2 separate regions of the Gossypium hirsutum genome follow, and region 1 is linked to region 2. The links are chromatin contacts, called in public Hi-C maps. All regions are on one chromosome and are shown on one strand. Each heading gives the region's core, a stretch centred on a gene start, on an enhancer-like site or on the middle of the called end of the contact. The rest is flanking DNA. Distances are from core to core; before and after follow the strand shown. Region 1 overlaps LOC107942331 (zinc finger protein SHOOT GRAVITROPISM 5). Region 2 has its middle 60 kb from the start of LOC121207816.

Evidence for each region. A called contact is a pair of places that touch in the nucleus more often than the background predicts.
Region 1: a contact with region 2 is called in a Hi-C map of leaf, with 4 times the contacts expected there. The contact joins two enhancer-like sites. A contact is called at or near these places in 13 of 34 Hi-C or Micro-C datasets (anther, callus, hypocotyl and 3 more).

Annotation. Positions count from the first base shown.
Region 1 is chrA01:74,217,163-74,222,511 of Gossypium_hirsutum_v2.1, reverse strand. LOC107942331 (zinc finger protein SHOOT GRAVITROPISM 5) reads right to left here. Exons shown (of 3, transcript XM_016875988.2): 2 at 5,178-5,349; 3 at 3,842-4,740. The coding sequence ends at 4,020. Among protein-coding and RNA genes, the nearest start is that of LOC107942331, 3.5 kb to the right of the region's middle. Within about 2 kb of position 2,226, at least 3 of the 9 cell types and tissues checked have an H3K27ac peak or open chromatin away from gene starts, as enhancers often do. A contact at or near this core is called in leaf, where this site is marked.
Region 2 is chrA01:73,598,455-73,603,411 of Gossypium_hirsutum_v2.1, reverse strand. No RefSeq gene overlaps it. Among protein-coding and RNA genes, the nearest start is that of LOC121207816, 60 kb to the right of the region's middle. Within about 2 kb of position 3,136, at least 2 of the 9 cell types and tissues checked have an H3K27ac peak or open chromatin away from gene starts, as enhancers often do. A contact at or near this core is called in leaf, where this site is marked.

The sequences.
Region 1 (5,349 bases), core at 977-3,476, 620 kb before region 2:
TAGAATGACCAATTTGCTCTTTGTCTAATGTATAAGGATTAATTTCTCCATTTTTTGAGTAAAGAGAGCAGAATGCAATCTAACTCCTACTACAAGAACACCCATGGTACTTTTACTTTTTTCAACATATTATCATTTTCTATGGGCTTAAATCACGATTTGGCCCCTAAAGTATACTCAATTGCTCACTTTGGTACCTAAACTTTTTTTTCTCAAATTTGGTACCTAAATTATCAATTTCTTCTATTTTTGGTCCATTTTGTAATGACCGTTAAAAAAATCCTAATGCCTAATGGAAAAGAGCCACGTAGCAATTAGGTTTATTCAAAATAAAATATTAAATTAAAAATTAAAAATAAAAAATTATTATACTAAATATTTAAATATTAAAAATATTTTTGACTTTGATCAAGTGTTGAATGACGTTGACCGATTGTTGCCCCGACGTTGATTGACTACGTTGTGCTATTAGAACACATCAAGTGCCCCTTTTATTTTTTTTAATATTAATTAAAAATATAAAAAAATTATATAATAAATATAATATTTTTAAAAAATTAAAATATTTTTTTTATAAAATTTTAAAATATATAATTATAAATTTTAAAAAGTTAAAATAATATATAAAAATTATTATAAAAGTTAACATATATTTCAATTCCAATTTTTATAACATTTTTAATTTTAATTTATTATTTTAATTTTTTACAATTTATAATTATATATTTTAGAAATTTATAAAAAAATACTTTTAAACTTTTTAAAATATATATTATAAATGTTTAATATTATAATTTTCTTTGTACAAAAAAATATTATAAATTTTTTTTTATTTTAAGTAAAGCTAATTGCCATGTGACATTTTTCCATTGGCGAAAGTTGCTTAATCAATTTTGTTTAATAGCCGTTACAAAATAGACAAAAGATAGAAAAAATTGATATTTTAAGTACCAAATTGAGATAAAAAATTTTAAATACCAAAATGAGAAAATAAATATATTTTTAAAGTTAAACCGTGAATTGGGTTTTTTTTATATTCCTAATAAAAAATCAAAGAAGGATAAAGGGAAAAGTAAGTGATACATTTTTTTTATATATATTTCATTAAAAAAACAGATATTATTATGTATTTCTCTTTTTTTTAAAAAAAATTGATATGAAGATTATGAAATATATTTTTTTCTTTTATTGATAATGTGTTAGATTTATTTTATTTCTATAATTAGTCCTTAAATTTGTGAAGTTTTGTTGTGGTTACTGGCTCACAATCACTTCTTAAATTAGTATCCTAACAAAAATGTATTAGTTCCTTCTCCCATTTCACTCATTGATTTTCTTTTTCTTTTTTTTTTATATTCATTTAGATCATAATCCATTTATGTTTCCATTCCCAACAAAATTTGCATTAAAGGAAACTGCAGTATAGAGGAAATCGAAAAGCTGCAAACATTTTGAGATGGTTCTCTCTCAAATTTGTTTGTTGTAAAGGGTTGAAATAGTTAAAAGATCACTGCGCATTTCTAAAGTTATTTGATGTTTTAATTAGATTCAATAAATCAAATTAATTTAATTCATTAAGTAGTCAGATAATTTTTACCGTAAGCATTAAAATTAAATAAAATAATTATGCCATTTTCATTTAAATCAAACCAAATAAAAATTAGATGATATAATTTTTCGCATTCAAATTTAAATTAAAATATTGAATCAAAGTAAAAGCTATGAAATATAAGTTATTCTAAAAGTAGACCTTTTTCCTCACATTCCCATGTGGGAGAGATTTTAGTTGCTATCAAATAAGATTAAGACAAGGAGGAGACAAACCAACTTTTCTCAACAATACAAGTATATTTATATTTATATAAAATAATAATTAAAAGTATTTGTTTTATTTTATTTAAGTTTTGACCTTGTCTTTTGGCTGGCGAAGGGCACTGCTTTTTTACCTCCCTAGTTTACTTTCTTTCCAATTTGTTGAACTAAATGTGCGACTCCACCTGATCTTTCTTAATGTTTAACCTCCCTTTCTCTCAATTTCAATTTCATCCCTCTTTTAACTGCCATAGAGTTAAAAGTTACTTTTTTAATTCCTTTCCATATATATATTTTTTAAAAAATTTATTTTGGGTACATTAGTAAGTGCATGAGCTATTTGTTTAAAATCATCCCCCAAAGCAAGTGAAAATAACGTAACTGCCATTCATTTCTATCCGATGAACAAAAAAGGAAAAGGAAACTGCATTAAAAGGTGGGGAAAGAGCTGCCCGTGGTCCCAAACCCAAGATCTAAGCCTTAACCCCTTCATTTATAAATAAATAATAAATAAAGAACCCAGAAAACATAAAATAAAAATAAATAATGGAAACCCTTCTGGGCTGCTTCACCTTTGCCTTTGGCTGAACTAAAATACCCTACACAGGCACAGCTAGTGCTACATATATATACGGGGTTGAAGGATTGAAGGGCGCAAATATGGTGGTCGAGGAAAGTGTTTCTTTTGCTACAACTGCTATTCATTTAATTTTTGGCTCAAATGAAAAACAAAATTTAATGGGAAAGGGCAGTGTGTCCCTCTGCTCTGCCATAGCTGCTGCTGAATCTGATAAAGTGTGAGAGAGAGTGTGTTTTTTAAGTGAATTGGATGTGTTGTTTATGTTTGAGAAGGACCATTGCCTGTCTATAACCATTTCAACTGTGGCACTGAAAAACATGGTGTTTTTATAAGCATTTAAAAGGACACAAATGCAATGAAAATGACATTCCTTTCCCACCCTTCCTCCTCTCTCTTCCTTTCTTTTCTTTTACAACATTCAATTTGGGGTTGAATCTATGGGTCACCATCTTTGAATGGTTCCTTCCTATTTTCTAGCTAAAATGGTCCCCAATATGTGTAAAAACTCCAATACCCCAAAGAGAGGATTTTCATATTCCATGTGTCGTTCATTCATTTATATTTTCATTAAGAAGACAAAAAATAAACATAAGCTTGGCTTAAATTTACATGCAGACCCTTTGAAATTTAAATTTGCCTAAAATCTAACAAGCAATCCAAGCATTATGTTTTGAACTCTTCTTCTTTTTCTTCCCATTATTTTAATGCTTCCGACAAAAACAAAAAGAAAAATTTATAAAGGGAAAAGCCGCATCAACCGGCTATAGTATTAGGGGAAAGATAAATCCAACACCCTTTGTTTTGTTGTTATCCTTAAATTTTTTTTCAATGTTTTGTTTTTATTATAAACTTTACACATTTTGGTCCAAGTATAACGAAAACCCATCGTGAGTTGCTGAGCTAAAATACAACTTACAAATTTTGTGAGCCTCAGCATGTTTTTCTTTTTCCTTTTTATCTTACTTTAGTAGGAAAACCCATCATAGAGAGTTCTATTCTCAATTTATGGTCTAATCCGGTTCAACTTTAAATATAGTCACAACTTGTATATCTCGAAATATATTGCAACAAAACATATATGTCAGTGCCTAATCTAGGATTATTCAATAAGTTTCACACACACACACTCGTATATATAAGACTTGGGCTAGTGGCTAGAAGAATAATCTGAAATGATAGGTTTCTCTCCAAGCTTTATGATGGGATTCAGCATATTTGAAGTCAAGCGGACGATAAAATGTGCCCTGATGTTTAAAACATTCACATGGCATACCTGCAGGTGTAGCAGTGCAATAAGAGGTTGAGAAAATCTCAAGGCATGACCATTTGTTCATATATCTCATATAGATACTGTACTTCACACTGCATTTAATTAAATTGCAATGTCTACCCCCGCCCCCCCCTTTTTTCTATTAAACAAATGAAGATATAGTAAATCAATTCAAGAACTGCTTAAAACGACCATTTTCTTCTTCTTTTTCTTATATCAAATCCACGATAGTGGTTAGAATAAGTGAAGAAAAACTAGTTGACAAAGCAAAGAAAAACTCAACGTGCAGATCAAAGAACAAAGAGATTTAAGGGCTAATGGGGGTTGATCATTCATCATTGCATGATCAACTTGCCGTCACTCTCCTTCCCCTTCTGTTGTGGCTGAAGACATGTAACTCATAGCAAGTGAGGTCTCATCATCTGGACCAGCAGCTGTTGATGTTTGGAACTGATGCTTGCAAGTTTGACAAGTGATCTGCATGATTGTAGCACTTATCTTCTTTGTGGCTTGATCTTTCAAGGCTTGAGCTTTCTCCAGTTCACCTTGCGCTTGTTGCCTTATCCTCTTTGCACTAGCGAACTCAAGCTCAGCCATCTCGATCTGTCTCTTAGCTTCTTGTCTAGCCTTTTCGGCGTAGGCCTTCTCGGCCATGGCCAACTTTAGCTGCCCACTTGCGAACTCTTTCAACCTACTAGCTTCCAATGTCGTTTTACTTGCATTCTTTTCGCCACCGTCGTTGGACCCTATCGATAGCTTCAAATGAGTAGCGTACTCCTCATCTGAATCCCTCGAGTTAGCGGTTGATGAAGGTAGAAGTTGAAGTTCAAGATTGTGTTGCAGATGTTGGCGCTGATGGTCTGAACCAGACACACGCTTGTACAAGAAAACAGGCTCCGTTGATTTTGTAATCGGCAATCCATGCAATGGGGCGATGCTAAAGTTGGCATCGCTTGAAGGACTAGTGCTTGAAGCCGTCCGAGAGGAGCAGGCTGCTGCAGGTTGCAGCTGCGCCTGCAACTCAGGTTGAACTCGTCGAGTGGTGCAAGCATCTTGGTGTTCAATGAAACTCTCCACCCTGAAACGACACAGATTAGATGAGAATTTGGACTGTTCCAGGTTTTTTTTTTTAAATAATCAAGTTTGGATTAAACAAACTAAGTCAAGGAAGCAACCAAGTCCTCTTCATGTAGGGTTAACGAGGAACAAAGCAATATAAAATTGATTTTAGTTAACTATAGGTCGGATTATGAGACTAGGTTTCCTGTATGAAAATACTAATTAAAAAATGAACTGGGGTCTGAATTCTAGTGTCTGTAAACAACTATTTTGCGTGTAATTGGGTTTTAATTAAGTAAACAAACAAAAACATGTTATGGGGAATAGGGAAGAGGAAATCATTCTTGGATTTTGAGGGTATTTTTAGGGTTTGAATGTGGAAAAAAAATTGAGAGGAAAGAGGAAAGAGAAGGAGGTTGTATTTTTGGGGGTATGAAGAAGTGAAGTGAGAGTGACCTGGAAAAGACACGGCCACAGTCACAAGAATGGCCCCGGGTGCCACAAGTCTTGAGATGAGCCTTGTAATCAGACTGAACAGCGTAACCTTTAGAGCATTTCTCGCAAACCCACTGTTTCTGATTGCTGTGTTTCCGCCGGAAATGTTTCTTGATGCCAACCAGATCACCTA
Region 2 (4,957 bases), core at 1,887-4,386:
ACCTTACTACACTTCTAAAATCATGCAGTCGCTTCCTTATGGCTTTACCCTCACAAGGACCTACTTATCATTCATTCTTTTACTTTACATTCCTGTACAAAAATATGGCCCATCTCTTCTCGTATTCACTGCCCCATCTTAATGTATGGATCACTCACTTTTGATCCAGTTTTGAATTCAGGCCATCAGGGCGAACTGTTATAATACTTACTATTATCGATTCATAACCCAAATAAATTCGGGTCAGATTCTACACGGTTCACACACTGAGCTCACGTATCAAACTTGTATGACACTAAGTGTTCACAGGTGGGGAATTTACACCTTCCCATGAGATAGCACATGAGACCATGCAATGTGAGTTTATACGTCATTACATGGGCAAACCCTTATTATATAAATATGTGTTAAGTCTAGAATAAAATACGTGTTAGCATGCATAAAACCAACTTAAGATATCACATCAATGAACAGTAATCAGACTCGTTCTTGACAATTTTGGGCCCTATGCGAAACAATAAATTGAACCTCTTTTTAAAAAAACATTATAAAATATAATACAACAAATTTTGAAAAAAATTTGGACCCTAGGAGATGAAACATTTATGATGAAAAATTGAAAATCCTAGACATTTAATTAATTAATTTAATTAATTAATTTATTTTTTTCTCAAATTAAAAGTTAAAAAATATTTTTTTTGGGTCTCTTTCTGGTTCCTAGGCGGCTGCAATCTCAAATAACCCTCAAAATTGCAGCTGTCCAAGGTCGAACTTGACAGTAATCATATCATATAAATATACATTCTTACTCTTTAAAAAAGATTACTTATTCGTAACTATGAAACTCCTTGTTATTCCACACAATTTTACCCACATCTTCTTTCCTGTAAAAAGTAAAGAAAATTTTATGGGTTTAAAGCTTTGATTGGAAAGAGAGTTAAAAGAAAGTCCCCACTGCATGCACCATATATGTATAAATTTTAATGAATGTAAATTCATTTACTGTTGGATCAATGAGTAGTCAAAAACATATACTATATGTTATTTATTATGACCACAGTATTATATATAATTTTTTTCCTTTTAAAGTTTCCTTGTCGCTATGCACTTGTCTTTACCCTGAGAAATGTATGCCGATCATGAATGATATTGCCAAACAAATTAAAAAATCTCAAGACAAAATCTTAAGAAGGGTGGTCAATATGGTGGTCGTCAGGTCAATTTATGTCTCGAGAAGTCCATGGATTTGACCCCACTCTGTGTTTTCAATTTTTATGAATGAAAACCTTGCAATTGTTCATCATAATAGCTTCTTGCCTTGTATATCTTTTGATACTAAACTTTGTTAATCTCTGCATTAAAGATTCAATTGGCTATTATTGTTGTTTTGGCAAAGTGTCGGGAATAGAAGCTGAAGGCTTGCAGCTATTACTTACAGAAAGCTGCCTGGTTTTCTTCCTTGTGAGGAAAACATTGTTGTAAATGGGTGTGTATGTTTGCAGGAGGCATTATTAATGAAAGAGACTTCACCCACTAATAATTGAGGCCAACAAGTCAAATATGTTAGTCCTTTCATTTGATATATATTCATCATCATATACAAAAAGATTAATTCTATAATGCAAAAAGGATATTATACAAATATCAATTCAATGCAAAATTAGATGTACAATTTTATACATTTTCTTTTCTTTTCTTTTTCTGCTTGATGGAAGGTCCGTCAACATTTACTAGCTTAATTATAGCATCAATCAGGGCTATGGGTAATCATATCTATTCTCCAAATTCCTCCACCAGGATAAAACAGATTATAACAACCAAGTGTTTGATTTTGTTATAGATATGATAAGACCATGGGGGAATTATTTTATCCATAAAATTTAAATTCAAAATTTTATTTAAAGATAACAAATTTTTTACTACTCGATTTAACAAATAAATGAATATTATAAAATATTTGATAGATATTTTAATCATTATTTGACAGAAATGAAATCCCAGCTATTCCTCAAATACACTAATCAAAATCTATTCTGTTGGTTGAATTTCTAAAGTCTTCACAAAAACTTGAGGACATTTCAATGGAGAATCCAACGCCAACATCTTACATTGTCACAGCCTCACAGCTTGCTGCAAAATATATATATATATTCATAATATTTTTTAAATCAGATTAGTGATCAAATCAGTTAAGTTATTGATTTATCAATATGATAGATTCAATTAAAAAATTACTAAAAATTAAAAAAAAATTTAAAAGATTCAGTTCAACAGATTTTTTGTCTGGTTGAATCGATCCATATCGATTTCCGAATCAACTGACTCAAAGTCCCCTCTAAATTGATACCCCGACTGGTGTTCAATCCACATTCAAACAATATTAGTGGTTAGAGTGTAGTAATTAATGTAATATGTGGTTTTGAAGAAAGTAGTTAAGTTGTCGGGCTATCAAGTGTGTTGATGATGGCAATGAATAGGGTATATAATCCTCAAGTTGTAGCATATTTTAGGGGTTAAAATGTCTTAATCAAGTTGAGTTTGAATGAAAATTTTTAACTTCCTAGTGGGCACACCAAGTGATGTATTCAAGAATTCTATCTATGATTACATCAAATAAATTATTTATACAATGCATAAATTATTTTTAAGAATATAATCTTGGGCTGGAAACTTAAATTGAATTATTAATTGTTAATAGAGTGAGAAATGCAATTCTTTTTTTTATTTAACTAAGTAATAAATTAGGTATAGGAAAGGCCAACTTCCCCATCTTTGATTGATTGTGGGCCTTGTCACCTTCCATAGAAAAGTTTATGGTCCATATGAGAAGCCTTAAAAGGGGAATAAAGAAGAAAAAGAAGGGTTTCATTACAGTTACTCCTCTTATACGATTTCACTTTCATTACGCTATTGTTACCAAAGAAATAATAGGATCCCCATATTATTTTAAAGAACTGTTATATATTCATCAATTAATAGGATTTCTTGCTTTTCAACGGAATAGGGGGAAAAAGTTCAAAAAAAAAAAGAAAAAAGGGTTTGAAACTAAGGGGTGAAAATGGATTTAAAGTGGGGGCAGGAGAAGCCCATATAAAACAATAGACCTTTGAAGTATTTGGGCTTAGCTTGATTAGGCCGAAACCAATGCCACAGTTCCCAATAATGAAAAAAAAACGGAGTTTTTAATTTGCTTTTGTTTACAAAAACTTATGACTTTTCGAATATTTTAACTTTGATATATTTAAAATTTATTTATTTTGTTTGGTCATGGAGGTGTTTCTATTAAGAGTCAATATTTTGTCTTCTCTATTTAAAAAATGAGTAATTTAATTTCTATATATTAGATTAAAAAGTAAATTGATCTCTTTTTTTTGTTAAAAATTACATCCATTTACACTGATAAAAACTAATGTGGCTGTTGAAATAATTAAACAATGACACATGATATGACATATGTACCTCATGCTGACATACACTTTCTAATTTATAATAATAGAAATGGATAAAATTTTTAACATGATAACTAATTTACTTTTTAATCTAATATGCAAAAACTTATTTAATTCTTAATAAATAGAACAAAATATAACCCCAACTTAATATAAACAATTTATAATTCTTTTACCTTAAATAATTACTTTTGAGCGCTGACCAACAACATTAAATTAATGATGGAGGTGGAAAAGTATACATGTGATATTCAAAATCACTGAGCTAATATACAAATTATTTAAAAATAAAATATATAAAAGTTATAAAATTTTAAAAGTTTACAAGAAATATAAATTTATAAAAGAATATTATTATTTTTTCAATTTTTTTAAATTGTTATACTATAAAACTAGTTTTTTATGCATGCATTTTATATTTTAGAAACCAAAAGAACATATTTTTGGTCTAATTTGACTAAATTACCTAAAAAGGCTCATTTTTTAGTAAATTTACGAAATGGGTCAATTATACCATTATTTACCGAAAAAGGCTATTTTTTTGCAAAACGCGCCTACGTGGCTACGTTTAAGGGGGAAAATGCCAGCAAGCGCGCCCCCAATGGAGCTTTTTGCCACATCAGCAAAATGTGCTTACGTGGAAGCGTTTTGCTGATGTGGCAAAAAAGCTCCCTTGGGGGCATACCCAACGGCCATAAGGCCCCCCTCTCCTCCTATTATTTTTTTATAATTTCAAAATTATTTGATCGTGTTAGCAATGGTTGGGGAATTAATTCATCTCGATCATAAACATATCTCCGTCGAACAAATGAAAATGGTAACGGTTTACTTTAAATTTTGAATATTATTTAATATTTTTATTTATGTAATTTTAATTAATTTTAATTTTTGAATATTTTTGAATATTTTTTATTTATATAATTTTAATTAATTTTAATTTTTGAATATTGTTTAATATTTTTTCATTTATGTAATTTTAATTAATTTGTATTTTATAATTTTTTATAACAGTGTAAATCGAGTATTACAATGTTATATTCGTAACATGTCTGGTCTGCCATCACCGTTGATAGAAAATTACTTGAAGGAAGCAGGTTTTTGGCACGCGGCCACTATAGGCCGAGGGTGCAAGTTGGACTCAAAACTCATCAGCCTGTTAATAGAGAGGTGGAGACCGGAAACGCACGCATTCCATCTTCCATGCGGAGAGTGTACTATCACTTTAGAGGACGTCCAGTTACAATTAGGATCGCCGGTGGATGGTGTGGCACTCACCGAGTCTGTTCAATCTGCTGATTGGAGAGCCATATGCTACTATTTTTTGGGTGCGATTCTGGATAATATTTACGGAGGTCGGATCGAGATGGGCTAGTTACAAGACACATTCCCGAGCCAGGGAATGATTCGACTGAATTAAAAAGAATACGATATGCTCGGGCATACATCCTTGAGATGATTTAAGGTTATCTGATGCTGAACTTGTCACGAAACCTCATACATCTGAGGTG